Linked DNA regions of Mus musculus: region 2 is linked to region 1. Evidence: chromatin contacts called from public promoter capture Hi-C data. All regions are on one chromosome and are shown on one strand. The core of a region is the stretch at or near the end of the contact, and the rest is flanking DNA. Distances in the headings are between cores, read along the strand shown.

Region 1 (5,588 bases), core at 940-3,439:
GAGTACAGGCTAATTACAATTTGGTAAACACAGAAAAGTACAAAAATAGAGGATTGTTGCCATCAGCAGATGTCTTACCCAAATATAGGAGAGGCAAAAATATAGGAGAGGTGAACGCAAGGAGGTAGCTCCACAGACGGAAGATTTTACTTTTACGCTGACATCTTAGCATTTAGTTAGGTTTTTGTTTTGTTTTGCTTTTCTGATGTAGGCTGGGTTGCCCTCAAACTCCATGTATTGCTGAAGGTGACCTTCTCCACCCACATCCTTTGAAAAGTTTCTATGCTTTTGGGTAATAAGCAATACCTAGTTATATGTATCTTTGTTTTGTTTTGTTTTTTCCAGACAGGGTTTCTCTGTGTAGCCCTGGCTGTCCTGGAACTCACTCTGTAGACCAGGCTGGCCTCGAACTCAGAAATCTGCCTGCCTCTGCCTCCCGAGTGCTGGGATTAAAGGTGTGCACCACCACCGCCTGGCTTTTTTTTTTTTTCTTGTATATTTTCTTCATTTATATTTCAAATGCTATCCCAAAAGTCCCCTATACACCACCCCACCCCCCTGCTTTTTTTTTTTTAAGACAGTTTTTCTCTGTGCCTCCTTGGCTGTCTTGGGATTAGCTCTGCACACTTGGCTGGCCTTAAATTCACAGAGATCCACCTGCCTTTTTTTTTTTCTCTAACTACACAGAATACAAGGATAAACATAAAGATATGTAATTTGAGGCTTTTGGGTTTTTTGTTTCTAAAGATTTATTGTATGTTCATTGGTGTTTTTGCCTGTATGTCTGTCTGTGTGAGGGTGGCAATCTCCTGGAACTGGAGTTACAGACAGCTGTGAGCTGCCATGTAGGTACTGGGTATTGAACTCAGGTCCTTTGGAAGAGCAGTCAAGGCTCTTAATCACTGGCACCATCTCTCCAGCCCCTGGACATATTGTTTTATGGTGTAGCCTTAGGCTGGGATCCAAAAATCTTACAGAGAACAAATGAAACAACAACCGAGCTGCCTAGGGTTACAGCTCTCTATCATCTTGCTATCTTTGCCTTATATCCCTCCAGGCATCTAGGTTTGAATAGTTTTTCAGGGTAGGATCTCAGTAAGTTGTTGTCAAGGCTAGCCTAGAATTTTAAAGTCTCTCACCTTAGCCTCAGGAGAGTGAGATTTACTGGCATGCATTCCCACTCACTGTTTTGTTTGGTGAGGTTGTTCTATAGTTTAGAATGCACAAATAGGCAAACTCTACAGTGATGCTTGTGGTGATATGAAATAATACATGCGTATCCTCCACAGATTCTCTTTTCTCTCTCTTTCTTGGAGACAGGGTAGCTGTGAAGTTTCAAACCCGGGATGATCCGCTGAGGTGCCTATATAAGATACCAAAGCAGACCTGGTCTCCAGCTTCTGGCATCCTCCAGTCCTTATCTGTTACAGGGTTTGGCTGACATACCCCGCCCTCCAGGCCAGGGGCTAGGCTGCCCTTCCCCTAGAGGCTCTTCCCTATATAATCCAGACATCTTGACTACCTTCCTCTTTTTACACCTTTTGACCTTCTGACTGCAGGATCTGTTTCCCCTCTCCTTCCCGCCTCTCCTCACAGGGCCCAGTTCTGCCTGGTCTCGTCCCCTTCTGGACTCTCCTAGATGGCCTCCCTCTGAGTATAGTATGCTCTCCCACATACCTACAATAAACCTTCTTCTCCACTATACCTTTTATTTCTCTATGTAAACCAGGCTGGCCTTGAACTCATGGAGATAGTTGCTCCTGCCTCTGTCCGGGTTCGGAGTGTTGGAACGAAAGGTTTGCGCATCCACTCTCCATTCTCCAGAAACTCGGACAACCAAGCTTTGGCGACCATCTCAGGCTTACACCTCGGGTCTAAGGGACGACTACAGACCTGAGACCGAGGGCCAGGATAGCCCAGCGCTGGGCAGTCTGAGGGCTTCTGTGGGGTCCGCGTCCTTCTCCTCAGAAGGACAGCCCCAAGCTTAGTGACCTACCAGCTTAGGAGGCGCTCGGGTCCCACCTCCGGGAACCTTCCGCTCGCATCTCTAGGGAGAGACCCCGCCCTCTGCGCAAGCGCACCTCGCGGCGGCGGCTACCCCTTTAAGATCGCTTTAAAAATCCTCCGACCGCCGCCCCCTCCCGCCCCCGCTTCCTCACGGCTTCCGCGCCGCGTTCCCACAATGCAGTGCGGCTGAGCGCCTCGGGAGCCCGCGGGGGAGGCTGCGGCGGGGGGCCCCGGGCTGAGGAGGCGGCGTCGGCGGCGGAGGCGGCTGCGACGGGACGTGGGCTGCGGCGGGCCCGCGGCGTCGGCCGGTGCGGATGTCGTCGGGCTGGGCGGACGAGCGCGGCGGCGAGGGCGACGGGCGCATCTACGTGGGCAACCTTCCGTCCGACGTGCGCGAGAAGGACCTCGAGGACTTGTTCTACAAGTACGGCCGCATCCGCGAGATCGAGCTCAAGAACCGGCACGGCCTCGTGCCCTTCGCCTTCGTGCGCTTCGAGGACCCGCGGTGAGGATTCCGCCGGCGGCTCGCCCCATCTCCGCCGGGCCCGGCCTCCCCTCCCCTCCCCCAGCGCCTTCCCCTCCCCCTCCCCGCCGTGCTGACCCCTCGCGGCGCCCCCCCCCCACCCCCGGCTGGAGGCGGCTTTGCCTGGTGTCACTTCCTTCAATCGGAAGGCTCCAGCCCGCCCGACTTGCCCCCGAGGAGGGTAAAAACCAGCGCGCTCTGCCCAGCCCTCGAGTTTGGGAAAAGCACCCTAACGGGAAGCACCCCGAAATGAGGGAAGCGCGGGGCTCGGGTCCCCCGAACCGACCCTGCAGAGGACTCGGCCGAAGGCGACAGTCGCCCATCCCGCCCCCTCCTCCCGAGTCCGGGTTCGGGTCTGTGGGTGGGGGTGGCCCTCGCCGTTACCGGGGAACAGACGGCGTTGGCGGGGACCACAGGTTGCCTTGGGCGGCTGAAAAGCGGGGTGTCTGGAGCCAGCCCTCACTTGGGCGCCCCACCGAGCCTAGTTCTAGTAAAGGGGGATCAGATTAAACAGCGGGAGAGAGAGACGGGTGGGGGGTTAGCATCTCTGATTTCATTCCCCTCTAATGAGGGAAGTTAATTCCCCGCCAGAAGCCAGAAGTTAATTGTAGCAGGGATGTGGAAAAGCTAGGCTCCCCCAAAACCCGCGCCGAAGGATCTTTGATTTTTTTTTTAATTATTATTTTTATTTTTTTTGTGTGTGTGTGCAAATGTCGTGAGCCCTGGGTCAGGAAGAGGCCGGAAAGTATGCTTTAGTTTAGAGATCTCTGCGCCGTTGGCGGTCGTCCCCTTGGGAGGGTCAGTAAGGACCTGTTCCCTGTCTTCTCAGCCTCGTTGGGAGGAGAGCTTCATCTCTGCCTGCCGACCCGGTGTCTCGCCGGCCTGGGTTGGAGATTACGGATTCACAGTAGAAGTACTCCGGACTTCGATGGTTGAAGACTAACCCAGCTTATCCCCTAAGTGTCTTGCAGTTTGCCTCAAAAAATAGACTGAAGCTTTTTTTTTTTTTTTTAAATACAAATGAACGTGAGAAAAATTATGGCCCTAATGAACAGTGCCATTGTGTCTTTAATAGTCAAGTTCTGTGTCAAGTGCCACGCCTCGTGTAGTTAGCGTTTTTCAATAGCCCATGAAGCAGAGGATGCTGACCGTATTTCACACAAAATGCGGATTGTTTAATGCAAGAGGTTAGTAAAGGGATAACAATTGGTAGGTGTTTGGAGAGGATCTAGGTAGGATTTGCACCCCGTAACTACTGTGTGGTGTGACAAAAGACCTATATTCTGCTCTATTTGGGAAGTTTCAAAGAAAGCACTTAAGATTTGATAACTGTTGGATAGGCAGTTATAAATTAACTATAATTTCTCAATTAGAGTTATAAAAGCTTCAAGAGGTAACTTAGATCCTTTACCTACAAATTCTGCTTTTAATCCCTAATACGCCTGACCCTTCCAGTCCATTGTAATTCACTCCAGCAATCAAGGTGCCATGGTCGTGTTCCTTGATGCCTTTTGTGTGTGTGTGTGTGTGTTTTAGACAGGGTCTTATACTATAGCTCTGACTGGCCTGAACTTGAACTCACAGAGATCCGCTTGCCTCTGGCTCCTGTAGCTGGTGTTAAAGACGTGAGTCACAGAACCTAGACCTCTTATCTTTTTTTTTCTTTTTTTTAATTTATGTATTATTTATTAAGATGACTTATGTGTGTGTGTTACCTGGCTATATTTGCTCCATGTGCATGCCTGTTGCCCAAGGAAGTCAGAAGAGGTGGTTGGCTCCCCTGGGACTGGAGTTACTGATGGTTGGGAACTGTCCTGTGGATGCTGATGGGCCCTCCTCTCATTTGTCTTTAATTTAATTTTGCAGTGACTTTTTGAGGCAGTCTTTCTTTGTCCACCACGGTGGTCTCAGAACTCCCTGCCTCAGCCTCCCGGGTGCCTGGTTTTTGAAACACTTTTAATGTGTCTCCTGCTCCGTGAGCTCTGTCTTGTGGAAGACTATTACAAGGCCTATTGTAGGATGTTTCCAAGCTGTCAGTGGGCGTTCTCAACCTTTCTGTAATACAGTTAGTTCTCCATGTTGTAGTGACCTCCAATCATAGAATTATTTCCCTTGCTACTTCATAGCTAATTTTGCTACTGCTATGGATAGCCATATAGATATTTTGAGACATAAAGGTTTGCCAGAGGGGTGGCGACAGGTTGAGAACCTCTGCTTTAGAGAATATGCTTGCCATGTTTTGATAAATTTGGTTTATTGACAAAATGAGTTATCTGTCAACAATTATTTTAATCCTACGGATCAGCCTCCCCCCCAAAACTGATTTGTGTGTGTATATGCACCCAGTATGTCAGATACATAGTGGGGGTCATAGGACAAAAGAAACACAGGATCCCCTTGAACTGGAGTTGCAGACTGTTACGAGCTTCTGTGTGGGTGCTGAGGACCGAAGCCCTGTCCCACGGAAGAACAGTGAGCTCTCTTAGCGGTGGAGCCGTCTCCAGTCCCTGAGTCAGCACCGTCTAAGTACTCTGTTTATCTGCATTTCTCATCCCTGGAGAACCATGTGCTTGACAACTGTAGCTGTGCGTTCAGAATAATGAGTTTGTTGTGCTGCCTTCATGCATACATGTCACATCTTGAGCTCATATTCAAACCCCTCCATTAATTGTCAAGTTGGTTTTGGTTGGTTTGTGTGTATTTTTCAGTTTCTGGGTATATTTTGCACTTTCAGTTTCTTAACATATTTTGCACTTCAGAGTGTGTGCATGCCCTGGCTGAGCCATCTTGCTGTCCCAGCTGTCAAACTTTGAGTAATGTGAACGGCCCTCCACCTGAGCGCAAGTGTGGCAAGCTTGTGTCTGGTGTCCATCTCCCTGTTCCCTCTGGCTGACTTCCCTCCCTGCTCAGTGACTCTCGCCCTCCATGGAGAAGTCACCCAGGCTGTGGGGTAGCACTGATCTCAGTCTTTGCCTTGCAGAGATGCTGAGGATGCGATCTATGGAAGAAACGGTTACGATTATGGCCAGTGTCGACTCCGTGTGGAGTTCCCCAGGAC
Region 2 (6,264 bases), core at 2,771-5,270, 6.1 Mb after region 1:
AAAAGATTTATTTATTTATTACATATAAGTACACTGTAGCTGTCTTCAGACACACCAGAAGTGGGTATCAGATCTCATTATGGATGGTTGTGAGCCACCATGTGGTTGCTGGGATTTGAACTCAGGACCTTCAGAAGAGCAGTCAATGCTCTTAACCTCTGAGCCATCTCGCCAGCCCCCTGCAAATTCTTTTCATTATCTTTTTTTTTTTTTTTTCGAGACAAGGTTTCTCTGTGTAGCCCTGGCTGTCATGGAACTCATCCCGTAGACCAGGCTGGCCTCAAATCCCGACTCACCTGTCCTCCCAGTGCTGGGATCAAAAGCAGACCCCACCACCCGGCTGTCCATTTTGCAAATCCTTGAGTCTCGGGTTCTTTACCCAATCCTTTCCCTTGAGTCAGGCTGAACCCTTGCCTCCTTCCTCCTCTCCCCTGTCTTATCCAAGCCATTCCTTGTCACATCTTCCCAGAATGGTCTAGAGTCACTTTATCTAACTCCTGCCTTCCTAGTTAGCTGTTAAGGTGATTTCACTTTGCTTTGCTTTGTTTGTTTGGAACCAGGGCCTCATGTTGCCCAAACTGGCCTCAAATGGGTTATGTACATAAGTCTGGGCTTAAATTTTTTAAAAAAAAAGAATATACATCTGTATTTACATGTGTTTATATGCACTGTGTGTGTGTGCAGTGCCCATAGAGACCATAAGAGGGCATCGGATCAATCAAAACTAGTTACAGGTAGTTGTGAGCTAACATGTATGTAGGGAAGGTATTGATCCCCTAATTGGTTTTTGATTGTGTCAATAAAGGAGGCAGAAGCTAATGTTTGGGCAAAGAGAAAAAGGTGGGATACACCTTTAATCCCAGCACTTGGGAGGCAGAGGCAGGAGGATTTCTGAGTTCGAGGTCAGCCTGGTCTACAGAGTGAGTTTCAGGACAGACAGGGCTACACAGAGTAACCCTGTCACGAAAAACCAAAAAACCAACAAACAATCCAAACAACAACAACAACAACATTTTTAGCCCAAGGTTTGTACAGGAAGAAGTGTTAAGCTCATTATGAGAGCAGAAGTGTTTGGTTCACAAAGTTTCACGGGAATCAGGCTGGCATGGTAGGTCAGGCCTATCGTCCCAGCTTCCTTGAGGGCTGAGGGAAGAGGATCACCCGGACTGCAGAGGAAGTTCAAGCCCACCATGGACAAGTCCTGTTACCCCCGTCGAGAAATCAAAAGTAAAAAGAGTGTTAGGGATGCCATTCAGTGGTAGAATGTTCTCCAAGTATGCATGAGGACCTAGGCCCAATATCCTGATCACCCAAAACAAACCAACAATAACCCCCCCACCAAGCTAGTGTGGTGGATACAACTATGCTCCTTGAATTGAGGAATTTAAGGCAGGGGGATCAGGACTTTGAGGCCAGCTGAGGCTATGTCTCCAAATCCAACACAAGAGGCTGGAGAAGGGCTGGCAAGATGGCTCAGTGGTTAAGAGCACCGACTGCTCTTCTGAAGGTCCTGAGTTCAAATCTCAGCAACCACATGGTGGCTCACAACCATCCGTAATGGGATCTGATGTCCTCTTCTGGAGTGTCTGAAGACAGCTACAGTGTACTTATAATATAATAAATGAATCTTAAAAAAAAAAAAAGAGGCTGCAGAGATAGCTCAGCAGTTATGAGCTGTTTGCTCTGCCATAGGACCAGAGTTTGGTCCCCAGTGCTCACGCTGTGGTTTGAAATGTGCTGTGACTCAAGTCCAGGGATCTGACACACTCTTGTAGCCTCTGATAGCTGCAGGCACATATGTGGTGCACAGGCGTCCATGTAAGGGAGTGCCTGTACACATAAAAAGAATAGGGCAGGAGCGGGCTCCAGGGGTGTGAGCTTTGGATAAGCAAGCATGATGTCTTGGCTTCTGATCCTGAGCACACATGGGAAAGGCTGGGCTTGCCTTACTGTAGCTTCAAATGGAGGACGGCAGAAACTTGCTGGCTGCCAGCTCAGCTGAAAAAATAGCCAGCTCCACGTTCAGTTGAGAGACCCTCTCTCAGGTGAATGGGATGAGGACTGACAGAGAAGGACAAACAGCCACCTTCTCTCGCCTCTTCAGGTACTCATTACCCCCACACATGTATGCATACATACAAAAATACTGAAAACATTCTGTGTACTGCCTGGGTCTATGTAGTTAAAAATTCTGAGCCTAGGCAAGTCCTCTGGGTGTGTGCTGATTCAGGCGTGTGTATGTGTGTATGTGTGTCATTTTGAATGTAAACTTTAATTTAAAACATGTGTATAAGCATTTTGTCTGCATGTACAACTAACTGTGCAGCACCTGTATCCAGTGCCCAGAGGCCAGAAGAGGGCCTCAGATTCCCTGCAACTAAAGTTACCGACAGTTGTGGTGCTGGGAACTGAACCTTGGTTTGTTTTCCTTCCATTTTTCCTTCCTTCCTCTTCCTCCTCTTTTTCAAGACAGGGTTTCTCTGTGTAGCCCTGGCTGTCCTGGAACTCACTCTGTAGACCAGGCTGGCCTCAAACTCAGAAATCCACCTGCCTCTGCCTCCCAAGTGCTTGGACTAAAGGCGTGCGCCACCATGCCCTGGCAGCTTTCACATTTTTACAGTGGATTACAACCTTTCTGAAGCTGCAACCTTTTAACACAGGGCCTCATGTTGTGGTGACCCCTACCCCCAACCATGAAATTATTTCATTGCTACTTCATAACTGTAACTTTGCTCATGTTACCAATTGTAAACATCTGAAATAGAATGAATGAGGGTCACGAACCACAGGTTGAGAACCACTGTGGTAGACAGAGAGACCCTCCACACTTTGGGTATTGGAGTGCCCACACACATATATACAGAAACACACATGAAATAACCAATGGTAAGCTTTTAAAACTTGTAAGGGACACATTCAAACAGTTATACATCTGTACAGGGTACTATGTATTGCCCCATACTTGTATACATTGTGTAATGTTTAAATCCCTAAGCTAAATCAGCTCAAACATGTACCATTTCTTCTCCCTCTCTTTTGAGACAGGGTCTTCCTATGTAGCTAGCCCAGTCTGGCCCTTACTAGCCTCTTGTCTTAGCCCCTTCAGTGCGGTAGTTACGGATATACACCTTACATACCGCTAAAGCTACAAGATTCACTGGTCTGTGAAAGTGTTACAAACGCCAAATCCAGTTACATGCAGCTGGAGAAGAGGAGCCATGAACTGAGGGAAAAATTGTTGGGGCAAGGAGGAATGCCAGCCAAATAGGGCAAGCAACCACTTGGTGGGAGAACCTTTTTATTTTTATTTCTATCCATTTCTTTATAGGGACAGGGTCTCTACATAGCCTTGGCTGTCCTGGAACTCATTATGTAGACCAGGCTAACCTCGAACTCAAGGAGATCCGCCTGCCTCTGCCTCCCGAGTGCTGGGGATACCTTTAGCTCCTTGTCATTATCGCCGCCCAAATAGCACTCATAACTCTGGGCCGTGCGAATTGTAAATCTGTACAAAGAAAGCTCATTATACCGTCTAGTGCCGTGGGAATGTTAAAAGCAACCTACTTAAAGAGCTTGCACTAGTGTCTAGCCACGCACAGCACTGAGTTCAGGGAACGGGTGGAGGAGGGCTCGCAGGCTTTTTCTACAGTTTCACTGTTGGGCAAGCACGCTCCCAGGGCTCCCACTCAACAAGTTCCAGGTTGCTTCACCATCAAGGGCCAAAACCAACTGGTTCTTCTAGCTGTTACAGTCAGTGAGATTAAACCGCACTCTCTCTCCACGCCTTCAACCACAACAACCGCCCCTGGGGTCCCGATGACTCCGCAGGCAAAAAAAAAAAAAAAAAAAAAAAAAATCAAACCACAGCGCCAATTAAAGGAGAGGCGAGCCACCCTTTCTACGCAGGCGCACTCCGCCGTACCTCCCCTCCACTATCGCGATAGGTCGGCGAGCTCGACGCTGGCCCTTTAACGGCCCCTTCCCGGGGGCCTGCTCAGCGCTTGCGCACTGAGGTTCTGCGCTTGTCATCATGGCGACGCGGGGCCATGTGCAGGACCCTAACGACCGGCGCCTCCGGCCCATTTACGGTGAGTACCCCGGAGTCGGTCTGTTAGCCACCGCGGCGAGACAAAGCGTGCCCCGGTTCGGGCGAAGGCCAGGGAGGGTCGCTGGGGTCGCGCGCGGGGTGGGGCGGCGAGGGGGCGGACCGCGCGGGGCGCTAGGCCGCAGCCTCGCCCTCGCTTAGGCGCGGACCCCGGCGTCGCTGGACCCGGAGGCGACAAGACAACGGTGGGTGCGCGCCGCTGTCAACTCTGTGCGGATCGCGCCGCCGCTTGGAGACCAGCGCTCCCGGCAGGTTGTTTTATTCCAGCCGCTCCCGAGGAACCCCCGCGCGGTCTTTTCTTGCAGGTGACAAGCGGCTCAGGCGCGACGGTGGGAGCGCTCGCCTCCGGAAGGGAGATACCCCAGTGATGATTGCTCTGGGTACCAGGATGAGGATCCGGGGAGGGCTGTCTTACAGAATGTAGTCTAAGTGCACGTGGGGAAACTGAGACCCGGAGAAGGGAAGGGGCTGATGCAAGGTCACTGAGACCCGAGTCCCATCCTGATGCAGGAACAGCTGTTCTGGGCACACGTGGGAGGCGGGGGGGAGGGGGTCGCGGGCCCCGAATAGCGGGCAAGAGATGGCAGGAGCTGGTGTTGCCGGAGCGGCCGGCCAGGCTGCTGGAATGGAAGGTTTTTTGTTTTTTTTAACCTTTCAGCACCGTGTCTGAGGTTTATTCTCTGCCTCTTGACTTCCTCGTGCTTTTGCTTGCGTTGAACCCTCCTCACGGCGCGCATCCCAAACCCCGCAGGCTTTCAAGATGTGTCTTTATCGTCATCTTCCCACCGTAATAGAATAAAAAGAATCACCAAACTGAGTCAGAGAGAAAACACTTTGCAGTGACTGAGATGTTCTGTTATTGGAAGCGGTGCCTTATTTATTTATTTATTTATTTTATTTAATTTTGCCATGTCTCGCTCGCCTCGTTGATGGTTGTATGGTCTTGTCTCAGGTAATGATGAGGAAGGAAGCTTTATCAAGGTCAGTGCTTTTTTTTTTTTTTTTTTTTTGGCTACAGCAGACCTCACGTTTTCAGTGTGGCTATGGGTTTTGGGCTCTTTCGTTTTTAGGGGTTTTCCTCTCCCCTTGGCAGAATGGGTGCTTGTGTCTCTAGCAAATTGGTACATATGTGGGTTCTTGCTTGCCAGTTTGATGTCTGTGCACCACGTGCATTCCTGGTGCTTGAAGAGGGGCATCAGGATGTCCTGGATCTGTAGTTACAGACTGTTGTAAGCCAGGGTGTAGGTGCTGGGTCTGGAACAAGACCTCTCTATGTAGCCCTCGACTGCGTGGAACTCATAGAAATCACCAGCTTTCTGCCTTCCGAGTGCTGGGATTAAAGGTGCCACCAAACCCAGCTGCTCATTCCTTCCTTTTTTTTGAGACAGGGTTTCTCTGTGTAGCCCTGGCTGTCCTGGAACTCACCTTGTAGACCAGGCTGGCCTCGCTGGCCTCGAACTCAGACATCTGCCCGCCTCTGCTTCCCAAGTGCTGGGATTAAAGGCAGGCACTACCACTGCCCAGTACTCTTTTCTTTTTTTAAGTAACAGGTCTTGAACTCCTTAGGTGGACCAGCTGGACTCAAGCTTTCAGCTCCCCTGCCTGTGGCTCCCAACTGTTGGGATTACAGTCACGTGGCCCTATGCCCAGCAATCATACTTTCATATATGTGTGTGATGAAATTCTTTTTTTATTCCATTTGATGAAGAAATGTTTTTTGGGCGTGTGTGTGTGGTGGAGTGTGGTCACATGAATGACACTGTGAGCCTGTGGAGTTCAGAGGACACCATGCTAGAGGGAGTTGGTTCTTCCCTATCATAAAGGTCCTGGGCTATCGTAAACGTTATCAGGAATGGTGGTAAGTACCCTCACCTGATGAGCCATCTCTACAGCCCTTGGTGCTCTGTTGTGTGATGGCTTACCTTCCCATCACTTGTTTCTAGCAGTAATGGCCCTGTGGGTAATCATAATGAGTTTAGAAAACTTAATCCAGTCTGTGCCCTTGAGCTTTCAACACACACACACACACACACACACACACACACTCCCCGTAGACAGCTGGAGCAGGAATCCTATTGCTCTTATGTGATTTATCTAGCTCAGATACATCCTGGACTTGGGATTTGAACTCCAGGCTCGGTGTCTTAACCACTGTGTTA

The links. Promoter capture Hi-C pulls out the DNA fragments that hold promoters and counts their contacts.
Region 2: a contact with region 1 is called in a promoter capture Hi-C map of pre-B cells. The contact joins the promoter of Naa25 here to the promoter of Srsf9 in region 1. A contact is called at or near these places in 1 of 39 promoter capture datasets (pre-B cells) and 2 of 484 Hi-C or Micro-C datasets (CD4 T cells and CD8 T cells).

What each region holds. Positions count from the first base shown.
Region 1 is chr5:115,324,988-115,330,575 of GRCm38.p6, forward strand. It overlaps Srsf9 (serine and arginine-rich splicing factor 9), which reads left to right and starts at 2,190. Exons shown (of 4, transcript NM_025573.3): 1 at 2,190-2,512; 2 at 5,511-5,588. The coding sequence starts at 2,322.
Region 2 is chr5:121,393,975-121,400,238 of GRCm38.p6, forward strand. Naa25 (N(alpha)-acetyltransferase 25, NatB auxiliary subunit) reads left to right here and starts at 4,021. Exons shown (of 24, transcript NM_172722.4): 1 at 4,021-4,088. The coding sequence starts at 4,031.